3 separate regions of the Sus scrofa genome follow, and all the other regions are linked to region 2. A link is a contact called in public Hi-C and HiChIP or PLAC-seq data. All regions are on one chromosome and are shown on one strand. Each heading gives the region's core, a stretch centred on a gene start, on an enhancer-like site or on the middle of the called end of the contact. The rest is flanking DNA. Distances are from core to core; before and after follow the strand shown.

Region 1 (4,244 bases), core at 1,386-3,885, 39 kb after region 2:
TGAGGTTTTATCCTTCTAGAGTAAATGCTTCCTAACATCTTCCTGGGGAACAGATCTAAATCCAGAAGCTACTGTATCACTACCTTTGCTGTAAGTCTCAACCCATCTCTCCATACCTCCCCCCCTTCCCTTTCTTCAAATAGAAGAAAATATGGGAAAAAAAGTCTGTTTTCTGAATATGGCATTCCCCCTTCTCTTAAAGGAGCTTTTTGCTCATCTTTTATAGGAGTTGGCCCTAATAATAAAAGTAATGGGCTAGAAGTCAGGGAACCCAATGTTCTCCTTTACTGAATGACCTTGGGCAAGTCCTTCACTTTTTCTGGGGCTTGGGTTCTTCAGCTATGCAAAGTGAGGAAAGATTGGTGGGGAGAATAGCAGTGTTTATGTCAGTGTGGTGAATATTCTGTGGAGAAGCTCATGCTGACTCCATCCTACTCTTCCCAACTACAGAAGTTAAAAAGCTTAAGCTTAACCTACATTTCCCAGAATCCCTTGCAGATGGGTTTTGGATACAATTTGGGCTCTGCTAATTAGAATCACACTCAATATTAGATCAAAGTATGGCAGAGACCATACTTCTGTCTCTGACTTGTTTCTGCAGGAACATTTTGGTTTTTTCCTTCAGTTAACTGGGTGCTGGCTGCGGTAGCAGCAGCTGTGGCTTCTTGAATCCAGTTTACCAATCCCTGGAGAGCAGATTTAGAGTGGCTTAAAAGTTGGAGTGTCTCTGGTGGGTCAAATCTAGGTCTAGATCCCAATACCTGGAGGACAAGTCTAGAGCATGTTCCTTCAATCCTCCTAATTTCCAATGTTAAATCCTTCTCTATTAAATTTTTTTTATTTTATTTATTTTTTGTCTTTTGTCTTTGTTGTTGTTGTTGCTATTTCTTGGGCCGCTCCCGCGGCATATGGAGGTTCCCAGGCTAGGGGTCCAATCGGAGCTGTAGCCACCGGCCTATGCCAGAGCCACAGCAACGCGGGATCCGAGCTGCGTCTGCAACCTACACCACAGCTCACGGCAACGCCGGATCGTTAACCCACTGAGAAAGGGCAGGGACCGAACCCGCAACCTCATGGTTCCTAGTCGGATTCGTTAACCACTGCGCCACGACGGGAACTCCTCTCTATTAAATTCACCTAGAGTTTAGTATGACCTAGGTTCAGCTTAGAACCACTCTATCTGAAACAGTATAATCAGAAGATCCCAAAAGAGCAGAGAAAGAAAAGAATCATTCACAAAGTTTATTCCCTAAGTCAAAGTCTTCTGGGGAAAATGGATAAGATGGGAAAGCCTAGAACTTTCACATACATGTGTTCAGGACAATCTTCTTGCATGTTTTCCTTCCCACTCTTAAGCTCAGGGGGGCCAGGGATGGGGGTTTTGAACTGCTCACACAGATGGAAGGCTGCATCAGCACATGCTTTTCCTTTCCATCTATATATTCTCTGCAAACTTTTGCCCTGCTGAAGATAACAGCATTACCTGCCCAATCCCAAATAAATATTCTCTGGGCTTGGGCTAGAAAGGGTACCAACTGCTTTCCTCAGCAGCAGAAAAGTAAGCTTATATGCTCCAGGTGGGAAAGAACCAAGGCACCATAGTCCTGACAGGCCTGCATAGCTAATGAGTAAAGACAAGTTTTGCCCCAAAAAGATCCCAGCTTATCTTCTTATACCAATTTCTGGCTGAAGTAACGAATCACCCACTTCCTGTAGCAGGACTGAGGACAAACTGAAAAACAAGCTTAGATCCAAGTGGCATGCTTTGGGGCGGGGTACTTCCCACCAGTCCTCAGTAGGCTAACAGAGCCCAGGACCCATCACCCTAGAGGTTAGTTTTCAGACTGAAGTTGTTCTGAAAAAAGCAAAAGGTTCCAGCAGGAGGAATCTGTGTGAGACACACAGGCAGGAAGCAGAGCTGAGCCACGAGCAACTAGAATAGAAACAGGAAACAGGCCCAGGAACAAGCATACAGTAATCTGCTGTAAGCAGCACAGGCTCCAGCAGGCACCAGGCAGTATCAGGACTGAAGCAGTGTGACTAAGATGGAGAAGCAGATTGGCTAGCCCTGCCAGAGAACTGGCGATTTAGAGAAGGGATGGCTACTTGCACAGGGTACAAGCTGCTCTGGGCAGATATGACAGAGGGGGTGGGGATTTCCTTTTCGAGACTTTGTGAGAGCACCTGGGTTACAATTCAGGGGGAGCAAGCACAGATACACAGATAAAAGAAAACAGGTCACCAATCTCAGAATGGCCCAGCTTCTCTGGATACCAGAATGCTAGCGGCATTTCTGCTCGCCTTTTAAAAATAAGTCATCAAAAACCTAGGTAAAAAACGTTGGCCCCGCCTCCTTTTACCATGAAATGTGACAAAAGGTAACACAAACAGTGTAAAATTAAAATCTTTTAAATGCACCAGTTTTTTAAGCCTTTAAAGAATTTGTCACCCTGTGCCCCCCAATGATCCTAGATGATAGAAAGCTGGCTCCTAGGCTCAGGTAGGCAGCAAGAACCTAGGCGATACAAAACAAAGGTTTGCTAAGTATCTGCCTGACATAGGCATCAGACACAGGCCAGCGTGCTCAAGCAGAGGTACAAGCATAATGCTAGGCTAACATGAAGAAAATGGGGAAGAAGGCCCAGAGGAGGTATTTCACAGCTAGGTTTTGAAAGAAGAAGTTTGCTGGGCATTTAAAAAGGCGGGGGAGCAGACATGACACACACATTTTAAGCAAAATGACAAGGGCAGAAAGACCCAGGAGTTTTGAGGAGCTTAAGGTACCTGAGCAGATAAAGATGAAGTTGCAGAGGTATGCTGGGAGCTGTGCGTGGCTCCACAATTGGGTCTGGACTTTAGCATGGGGAGTCAGGGCCCCCAGAGCACCCACAAACCAAGTGGTTTATTAGACACAGTTGGTAAAATGTATTCCAAAGTCTCTGGCATGATAGTTCATTTGAAAAATTTTACCTTTCAGATCTCAGGGTCTAACCCCTTCTTGCTTCTAAACCGTAAGACACACGATTCGTGTGGAGATCTTGTTAACAGTACTGGATTCAGGAGTTCCTGTCATGGCTCAGTGGTTAACAAATCCGACTAGGAACTATGAGGTTGTGGGTTTGATCCCTGGCCTTGCTCAGTGGTTAAGGATCTGGCATTGCCGTGAGCTGTGGTGTAGGTTGCAGACGTGGCTCGGATCCTATGTTGCTGTGGCTCTGGCATAGGCCAGCGGCTACAGCTCCGATTAGACTCCTAGCTTGAGAATCTCCATATGCCGTGGGAGTGGCCCTAGAAAAGGCAAAAAGACCAAAAAGAAAAAGAAAAAAAAGGAAAAACACAGTACTGGATTCAATAAAGCTGATGTGGAGCCCAAGAATCTACATTTCTAGCAAGCTCCCAGGTGATATTTGTTGTTGCTAGATGATGGACCACAATTTTTTGGTATCAAGGATCTAACTGGTTAAAGTTTTAGTATTAATCAGGACACTGTTTATAAAAAAAGGGGGGGGCGCACAGAACAAGGCTTGCTCCCATCCAACACAAGGGAAGCAAAGAACCACTCTCATCAACTTTTTTTTAGGGCCACACTGGAGGCATATGGAAGCTTCCAGGCTAGGGGTCCAATCGGAGCTACAGCTTCCAGCCTACAACCACAGCCATAGCAATGCTAGACCCACGCTGTGTCAGGGGCCTATGCTGCAGCTGGCAACAACAACCAGATCCTCAACCCACTGAGCAAGGCCGGGGATCAAACCCGCATCTATCTTCATGGATTCGTTACTGCTGAGCCACAGTGGGAACTTCCTCATCAACTTTTCACTGTTGCAGGTGATTCCCTAATTGGTTAGTTCCTTCAGAAGGCGTGACCTATAGATTTGGCCATCTTTCTTCCCCCACTCTTGCCTGTCCCTCAGTTCATAACTCATCTTATATTTCCATCACAGAGAAGTCTGGGGAGACGAAAGTGAAATGGAAATCCATCTATATACTCTTTCTTTTAGGACAAGTCCAGTCAATGTTAAAATAAAGCGTTGAAGCTTCTGGCTAAACATTAAGAGAGAATCACATTTTCCATGTCTTTCCTCTGCTGAGCGGAAGGCTAAAGCAAATATTTCATCTGAGACATCAGAGAAAACTGGATTCAAATCCTAGTTCTGACTCTTGATTTCTTATGTAAAATAGGAGTGATTATTCAACTCAGTACATATCAATTCCTGCCCTTCAAGGAGGACTGGTTTTGGCTG
Region 2 (4,013 bases), core at 535-3,034:
TGAGGGCAGGGGCTTTTGTCCATTTTGCTCCTAACTATACCCTCAGGGCCTAGCATTACAAACAGGCATTCTGAGCCTGTGTTCTGACTGAGTGGAGCTGGCAAGAACTAGATACAGCTTCACCAGTTCATTGGCTCCGGATACAAAAATCACTGCTCCGAGTATTCCTCCCACCATATCTCACGTTGAGAGCAAAACGACAGAAGTCACAAAAGCCACAGGAAAATAATACAATATCTCCAGAAAAACCTGCCATGAGCAACAGTTCTCTTTCCTCAGCACAAGGGGGCGCCTGTTGCTTACTCCATCACCAGGAGGCCAGGAGGAAGGGAGGGGCTCCCAACGCCAAACGGGTTTGCTCATCAAAATTCAGTTCAAAAGCAAGCTTCTGAAATCCCCAGAGAGCAGCGGTAGTTTGTGAATCTACCCAACAGTTCCAATATCTGACTCGCTGAATCGAAAGGATTCGCGGGAACAGGCACAGCCAGCCTCACACGTCCGCTGGTTGCCTATCCTAGCGTTTATTCACTTTTTCCCTTCTTTCACTTCCCACCCACATGCAGAGGAGTTGGGAACAGAAGAGCACGTAACCCACCTCTGCCTCTTCACCAGGCTTCCATTCTTCCTTTCCTCTCTCTAGAGTCAAGCTCTAGACCCAGCGACAACAGAAGACGTGCAGCCTACCCTTAACTTACAGGTAAACCGAGTGAAAATAAAACCAGTGAGCTCCCTCTCTGCTCATTGAGGGCCTCACTTCCCAACAACCCCTCTAACGAAATCACAGATTCTGAACTGGCAGGGCACTTAGAGAGCAACCAGTTTTACCCTGTTTTCCTGTGAGATAAATATGCCCAGGGTAATAAAATCTCCAGAGTTTTTCCACCAGAGATCTCATTACACCCCATGAGGCCTGTGTAATTACAATCGCCATTTTATGGATGTGGAAACTGAGGCTCGCTGGGGTCAGGTGGCACAGCCAAAGCAATATTTAAAGAGAATGTCTTTTCTTTTCCTTTTTTTCCCTTCTGAAACCTCATAGTCTACCAGCCCTCACTCCTGCCAAAAGGGTTGCAGTCTTCCAGAAACTGGATTACAAGCCGGGTCTCCAAGCCCAGTACTTGTCTGACAGCGCAAGCTCTTGCTGTTTGTACTCAAGGCAGGGAGGGCCCAATCTGGGCCGATAGGAAAACCTGTGGAATTGGAGCCCTAGTTTCTCTGGATAAGATTAACATCCTCTGTGGGGTAGGGAGGTCGCTCTGACCCAAGGTCCTCAGGACCAGAGGTTTTGCTAGCTGCCGCGAGGCAGAGGCCATCTTTCCCAAGCCCAGCCGGGTCCGAAGCCCGTTCTCGCGTTCTCCTTTTCGGACGTAGTCCCAACCAGGGACTGGGCATCTCCTCTCCACAAAGGGGACACGGCTCAGCGGTTAACTCCCGAGGGAACCGGTGGGGCCCGGTCCGGCCTAGGGCCGGAAGGCAGGGGCGGGCTGCAGGCTGTAAAGGAAGAGGCGGCACTGGGAGGCCGCTATGGCGGAGGGGCGGGGCTCCTCGCTTCTCGCGGCCTCCGCCTCATTTCCCTCGGCCTCCGTTTGACAACTTCCCTCCCCCTGGAACTCCTAGGCTCCCAAGCTGGCGCCGGGTCCCCGGCACCCGCTGCTCTCAACCTCCCAGGCGGGGCCCGAACCTTAGCTCGTCCATCCGGGGCCCCGAGCGGTCGCGCCTGCGCACTGGCTCCGCCGATGGCGGCCCCGCCCCGCTCCTGCCGGGATTCTGAGCTGCCCCGCCCCCCTCCGCGGCGGCCATGTTGACTCCGGGCGAGTGGGGCGGGGACGAAGGATCTCGCGGTTCCGCGCCAACCCCACCCCCACCCCACCCCCGCATTGGCACCTTCCTGCCTTGGTGACACCTGAGGAATTCCAACTCCTCAAGCCCCTTCCCCCGCCTTCATTTAGCCCGTCGGGGCTGCTGGCTTAGAGTCGATGCTCTTGGCCCAGTTCCGCCCCGCAAACACCAACTGAGTTGCCCTGTGGGCCGAGGCTCTCGGAGTTGGGGGCTGCCCTGCGGCCTCTTCGCAGAAGCCCGAGCCGCACTTTCCCTGCTGTTCGGCAACAACAGGTCAGCACAGGGCCTGGAGCAATAGCTGTTCTTCTTTGAATAGAAAAAGAAGCCTTTTGGGGTTTCTGTGGCCAGCAGCGGCACCGTGCGTCCTGGTTGTGAAGAAAGTGGGGGTTCCCCCTGGCTTTCCCCTCCTCCAGCTACTAAAGACCTGTCCTGCTTCGGTCCTCAGCCCCAGCTCAGGTGACTAATGAGGATGGTGAAGGAAACTTTAGAGGACCCCCCCACACCGCCCCGGGACTCCTTCAAGCAGTTTCTCTCGTAGGAAGCGGGGCCAAAAAAGAAAAAAAAAAAAGAAGAAGCAGCTAACTCAACAAAACTGTCTGTTAGGGAGGAGCGGCCAGTTGGTGCCCCTGTAACGGAAACTGTTAGAACAACTTTGCACCCTCCTTAAAGGAAATAGATAATAAATCCTTCTCCGTTGGTGGATTTCTCATTTCTCAGGATTCCAAAGCCCTCTGTGGTTTCAGTTATCTGCCCTCCAAACGAAGCTAGGGTCTGTGTTAGCTTCTGGCCACAGCCCTGGCTGAGGGAGGGGTTTATCTTCCGCAGCAGCTAATAGGGTGGGAACAAAAGAACTGTTTGCTATCTCTCCAAGCAATGACAACTAGCCCACAGCAGTTCTGGGGGGCCAGAGACTGGATCTTTTGATTCTTTATTGCTCATTTTAGGTCCTGAGACCTAAACTTCCTCAGGTTTTGTTGCGTTTAAGGTGGATAAATCACATTTTCATCCTGGTGTGTTGGAGGAGAAGGGGTAAAATGGAGTTTAAAAGACTCTTCTCCCAGGTTTTATGGTGACATACCTTGTTCTCAAAAGCTCCAGAGGCATGTGAGTGAATCAGCAAAGCTGTGGGGCACACTGCTGACTGGGGCCTAAGGTTGTGGCTTGAATCTCTAGAAGTCTATGAGGCTCCAAGCAGCACTCTGTTTGCAGAAACAAAATTGAGAAATGAACTATCCTTCCTTTGTGAGAAAGACATGCATTCTTAAGGTTCCCTCTGTCCACATCAAGTTTCCTCAAAAATCTATTTGTAAAAAGGACAGGGGCCTCTTCTGACAAGTCAGAATGTTTTCTAAAGCTCAGCTGTCATCCTTCAGATCTTCAGCTCTACTTTCTTGCAATTTCTCCTTCCTTTCCTTCTCAACTACCCACCCCCTCCTCTTCCGCTCTGTTTCCTGTTTCATTTTCTGGCTCCTGCTCCGACTGGAAAACAAGGAAGCTGAATCTCTGCTCTGAAAGCTCTGGCTTATCAGAATGGAAGAAGACTAGGTGGGATGGGAGGGGGGTTCTGGGCCTCCAAGGCTGTGAGTAAGTAGTGGAGGAGGCAGCTCACTCCAGTCTGCGTTTAGAGTCTGCAGCTAAAATGGAGCCTGTATCTACACGGGGAACCAGCTGAGCGGCCAGCACTGTGGGAGAGCCAGGGAGGCAGAGATGTATCCCAGGGCTCCCAAATTATTCTCCACCACCCAGCCACTTATATTAAGAAGGAAATACCAAAGGAAAAAAAAAAAAAAAAAAGCAGCAGCAAATATCCTACACCACCAAGAAAAACTCTCATAATTCAAATTCCCAACTGAACAATGCAAGCGGTGCATTACTATTAGTAGGGTCCTAGAATGTAAGAGTTACATTTCTGTTTCTTGAACTTGCCTGGCTCTGATCTTGCTGTTTACCATGCTTGAAATGCTTCACTGCCAACCACCCCTTGGCCAGCCCACTACATTCAGGTCTTAGCTGAAAAGACCTGAACAAAGAGCTGATAAAGATGGGCTATTATAACTCTCTAAACAAAAAGTGGAGCAAATGATTTTCCCACTGAAGATGTGAAGGAAGTTTTGTAGTTCTCATGGAACACTTTACTTCCCTGGAGCAACTAGACAGTGCATTTCTCCGTAGCT
Region 3 (3,957 bases), core at 4-2,503, 60 kb after region 2:
GAGCTGTGGTGTAGGTTGCAGATGCAGCTCAGATCCCACGTTGCTGTTGCTCTGGCGTAGGCTGGTGGCTACAGCTCTGATTCGACCCCTAGCCTGGGAACCTCCATATGCCGCGAGAGCAGCCCAAGAGCGGCCCAAGAAAATGGCAAAAAGACCAAAAAAAAAAAAAAAAAAGGCAGTCTAAGGGCATCAAAGCAAGGATGCCTAGTAGGCTGGTTCCTCCGAATATATTCAGAACAAACAGCTTACAGACTAACTACGTGCACAGAGTTCCCCTGCTTTAAGCAAATGGCATCAAAAGCCCCTCCAGACAAGAGGGTTAATGGAATCCCTCACAACCTCCTACTGCACCAAAAGCCATAAAGACCATAAAGGCTGCTGAGATACAACACCCTAAACTTGAAATCCTCCAACTTCTGATCACAACTGATTGAGAAGAGAGCAGAGAAGACAGGGCCAGGGACTTCAACTTGCAAGTGAAAGATTCTGTTCACCAAAATGCACCACACCACATAACAGTGGCACCAGGAAAGAGAAAGTTAATCTTCTTTAAAGTCTGAATGGGGAAAGCTCAAGGCTTCAGTCCCAATCCAAAGATGCATAAAGGAAGTAACCAGGATGCAAACCTGAGGAGCCAGATTTAGCACCCAAGAACCAGCAAGTACACAACTAGAGGGATGGGCGGACTGCCAAAAAAAGTGTCCATCAGAAAGCAGAAGTCCCGACTATCACTTGTCCTATATCACCCTAAATGCCAACTAGCTAAGGCCATTAGAAACCTAGAGCCATAATCTTGGATTTTGGACAATAAAATATTATTTCTTACTCCTTGTGCTTCCAATTTATTCCTGGCCAGATTTGTTGTATGACTTTTAATAATAACAATAAAAAAAGCATCCTTGGCTCTTTAACCGAAAGAACCCCCTAATTGATTCCCACAGTAATTAACCTGCATTTTACCTCAGAGAGCGGTAGTTAAGGAAGTCGGCACTGCTATTTATAACTCATCTCAAATTGAGGGCAGACTGCCTAAAATCTAACACATCCCAGCTGTACTCCTGTTTGAACTGGGGCCAAGGGAATTTTTTAAAGCAATCTTGGCACCGAATGAATGACACCAACAGTATGAGAGCGCGAGTGGTTGTGTTGTGGTGACGTAGCACTGGAGGTGGAATGGGAGGGGGCCAGTGTACTGTGATCCCTCTCGTGCACGCCTGCTGCTTGCTGAGTCCCAGTACAGTAAGCTGGGAACCGCCCACTGAGAGCCAAACACAGGAAAAGGCTTTTCCTGTGGAACGCCTTGAAGTGAGAAACACATGGCTAATCTGCATAAACTCGAAGCCACACCGCCCCTGCCAGGAAGGTTAGTGCTCGTAATCTCTGGCCATGAAGCTGGCTGCCTGGGAGGACTTGGACTGGCGCCTGATAACCCAGAAAGAGCCGAGAGAACAGATGGGTAAGGACCCCGGCAGAAAACAGCCCCAGGTCACGTGACTCGCCGCCACATGGCCCCGCCAGCACAAACTATTGTCTGGCTGTGGAGCTCCCATACAAAGGCACCCGGCTAGGCTTCCTGTGATTACAGGGACAGGCGGCAGCTGTTGATCCAGTTCCCGTTTGGGACCCTCCCCTATTAAGGAGCATTTCCAGCAGGGACAAATATAAAAGTTAAGGCCTCTTGCAACCAACCCACTATCAGCTTCCTGCAAGCTCCACGTGGCCCCACTCAGCTCTGAGGAAGGCCGAGGAGTAGACCTCCTTAAAGAGAACAGCCCGTTGCACCCTGGTACACGAGTTGACCAGCATAAGCCATTCTCACTGTGCCCCCCTCCCTAGCCACTCTGACATCTGTATCCTCATCCTGTCTTTTCTTACTCCTCCAGTACTTCATGGCTTTGAAGACTGGTCAAGGAGCTCTACCCCAAATGAGGTTCTCCCAGACACCTGCTTGTTTAGTTCTATTCCCAGACCCTGCCTCCTAAAATAAGAAGATTCCTTTCTTTTTTTCCCTTCATTTAAACAGTTGTTTCCCCATTGTTTGTTACCCAGGACAATAAGAGATTCTTAGCCTCCTGCTTGGCCTCACCAGATATCTCTAATGATTTCCTGAAGCTTAAGGGATGATAGGAAAGTAAAAATCTCTCATCGGATATACCAACACCTGATCCAGGAAATCAGACCCACTTAGCCTATGTTTCTTATCATTCACAACCTGAGAATCACATTCCATTTCTCTACTTTACAAGAGACAGAAAACAATTCTTCCATTTCAGTTCTAGTTCATTTAAGTTCTAAACAAACTGATCATATGCCAACAGTGAGAGAGGAATTACTAACAACTAGTTCGTAACTACCACTCTGAAGAGACAGGGTTTTTTTTGTTTTTTAATTTTTTATCAGTTCCATTTGTGGAGTTCCCACTGTGGCACAGTGGGTTAAGAATCTAACTGCATTGGCTCAGGCCACTGCAGAGGCATGGGTTCGATCCCCAGCCAGGTGCTGCGGGTTAAAGGATTAGGTGTTGCCAGATCTGTGGCTCAGATTCAGTCCCTCGCCCAAGACCTTCCACATGCTGTAGGTGCAGCCATTAAAAAAAAAACAGTTCCATTAGTGTCCAAGTTGAATACAAATAATAATCAATGAAACGTTCTACTTACTTCACTCTGTTGATAGAAATGATTCTAGAACATCAGGGCATGCTCTCCCTTTCAGTAAGAGCCCATTTCAAAGACATCACCCAAAGCACCAACCTGATGTAGCCCTTAGGAGGGGCTACAACCAGACAACAGACTTAGGACACTCTAACCCACATTCTGTCTCTAAAGTGACAGAGATCAAGAAAAGAGGCCTGGCTCTCTCCCTGGCTCAGAGATATTTAGCCTACTGTTTCATCCTTCCAAACCAGAAGATCAGGAAAAAACTCACTAAGGGTAGGAAAAAAGAGACCAAAGTAATAAGAGTCATTGAATCTTCTACAAAACTCAAACAGATTATGAGAGACAACTGTAATAGCCACCTCACAGCTGTCTACCCAAAAGAGTCATGACAGAAAAACCACAACCAGGTGGCTAATATTTCTTTATTTCTTCTTTGGTTCCTGACAGAGCTCTTCAAATAAAGCAACTAAAGCATCAAACTAATAAATTCCCCAATAAATGATAAAGTTCTTCTCTTTATCCACAGCACTTTTATTAGCCACCTTTCAAAGAGAAAAAACTCACCCAAAAATGATAAAGATCACTTTTTTGGAAGACCAAACTTAGCTAACCAATTTCTCTCAATTTCCAATGAAATTACAAATGGCTCTAAAACACACCTTCTTGAGAAAGAATTCTTCTTAAGGTATTATTTAAAACCCAAGGATATAATATATCAGTAGGACCCCAAGAAAATGCCATTTGATAAAAAATTAAACATACTCTTCTTTACAACTTTTTGATCTCAACAGTAAGGCAGCAGTACAACATGGTGAAAAGAGTTCCCTAGACTGAGAGAATGCCTAGCTTCCGATCCCACTTATCTGACCAGCTAGGGCAGGGGGGACTAACCAGGCTGTACCTTAATCTCCTCAGCTACACACCTGAAATCTGCCCTCCAGGTTCTGAATCAGCAGCTCTGAGATGGGGCCAAGAATCTCCTTGGGCAATTCTCACATCCAGTCTGGGAGCATTTGGGCTACACGGACTACTTCCAAAGCTCCTCCCATGTCCCGCAGAGTGACTCTAGAACTCACATGCACATTCAGTTTCCTTACCCAAACAATGGTCTGAAGAGGGCAGTGACTGGCCAATAGAGAAAAACCGGTAACGGACCTCATATTCTCAAATAAGCAGCATTCACAAAGCCATGACTTCCCAAATTCTTATATCCAATCCCTGTCTTGTTCACCTGAGCATGTATCACTAGCAATACTATATGCTTTACTTATTTACCTTGTTCACTGTCTGTATCTTAGAC

Evidence for each region. A called contact is a pair of places that touch in the nucleus more often than the background predicts. HiChIP or PLAC-seq counts read pairs in DNA pulled down with a chosen protein or histone mark.
Region 1: an H3K27ac HiChIP or PLAC-seq map of alveolar macrophages shows a contact between it and region 2. The contact joins the enhancer-like site here to the promoter of PIGV in region 2. A contact is called at or near these places in 4 of 47 Hi-C or Micro-C datasets (blood, fibroblasts, heart right ventricle and 1 more) and 2 of 2 datasets of contacts at active chromatin or transcription factors (alveolar macrophages and skeletal muscle).
Region 3: a contact with region 2 is called in a Hi-C map of fetal liver, with 1.9 times the contacts expected there. The contact joins the enhancer-like site here to the promoter of PIGV in region 2. A contact is called at or near these places in 2 of 5 promoter capture datasets (fetal skeletal muscle and liver), 17 of 47 Hi-C or Micro-C datasets (alveolar macrophages, blood, embryonic fibroblasts and 8 more) and 2 of 2 datasets of contacts at active chromatin or transcription factors (alveolar macrophages and skeletal muscle).

Annotation. Positions count from the first base shown.
Region 1 is chr6:84,089,417-84,093,660 of Sscrofa11.1, reverse strand. The region is part of intron 4 of ARID1A (AT-rich interactive domain-containing protein 1A); the gene reads right to left. Among named protein-coding and RNA genes, the nearest start is that of PIGV, 38 kb to the left of the region's middle. Within about 2 kb of position 2,635, at least 24 of the 83 cell types and tissues checked have an H3K27ac peak or open chromatin away from gene starts, as enhancers often do. A contact at or near this core is called in alveolar macrophages and liver, where this site is marked.
Region 2 is chr6:84,127,682-84,131,694 of Sscrofa11.1, reverse strand. It overlaps PIGV (GPI mannosyltransferase 2), which reads right to left and starts at 1,784. Exons shown (of 4, transcript XM_003356221.4): 1 at 1,682-1,784.
Region 3 is chr6:84,066,882-84,070,838 of Sscrofa11.1, reverse strand. All of the region lies in intron 1 of ARID1A (AT-rich interactive domain-containing protein 1A), which reads right to left. Among named protein-coding and RNA genes, the nearest start is that of ARID1A, 19 kb to the right of the region's middle. Within about 2 kb of position 1,253, at least 41 of the 83 cell types and tissues checked have an H3K27ac peak or open chromatin away from gene starts, as enhancers often do. A contact at or near this core is called in embryonic fibroblasts and fetal liver, where this site is marked.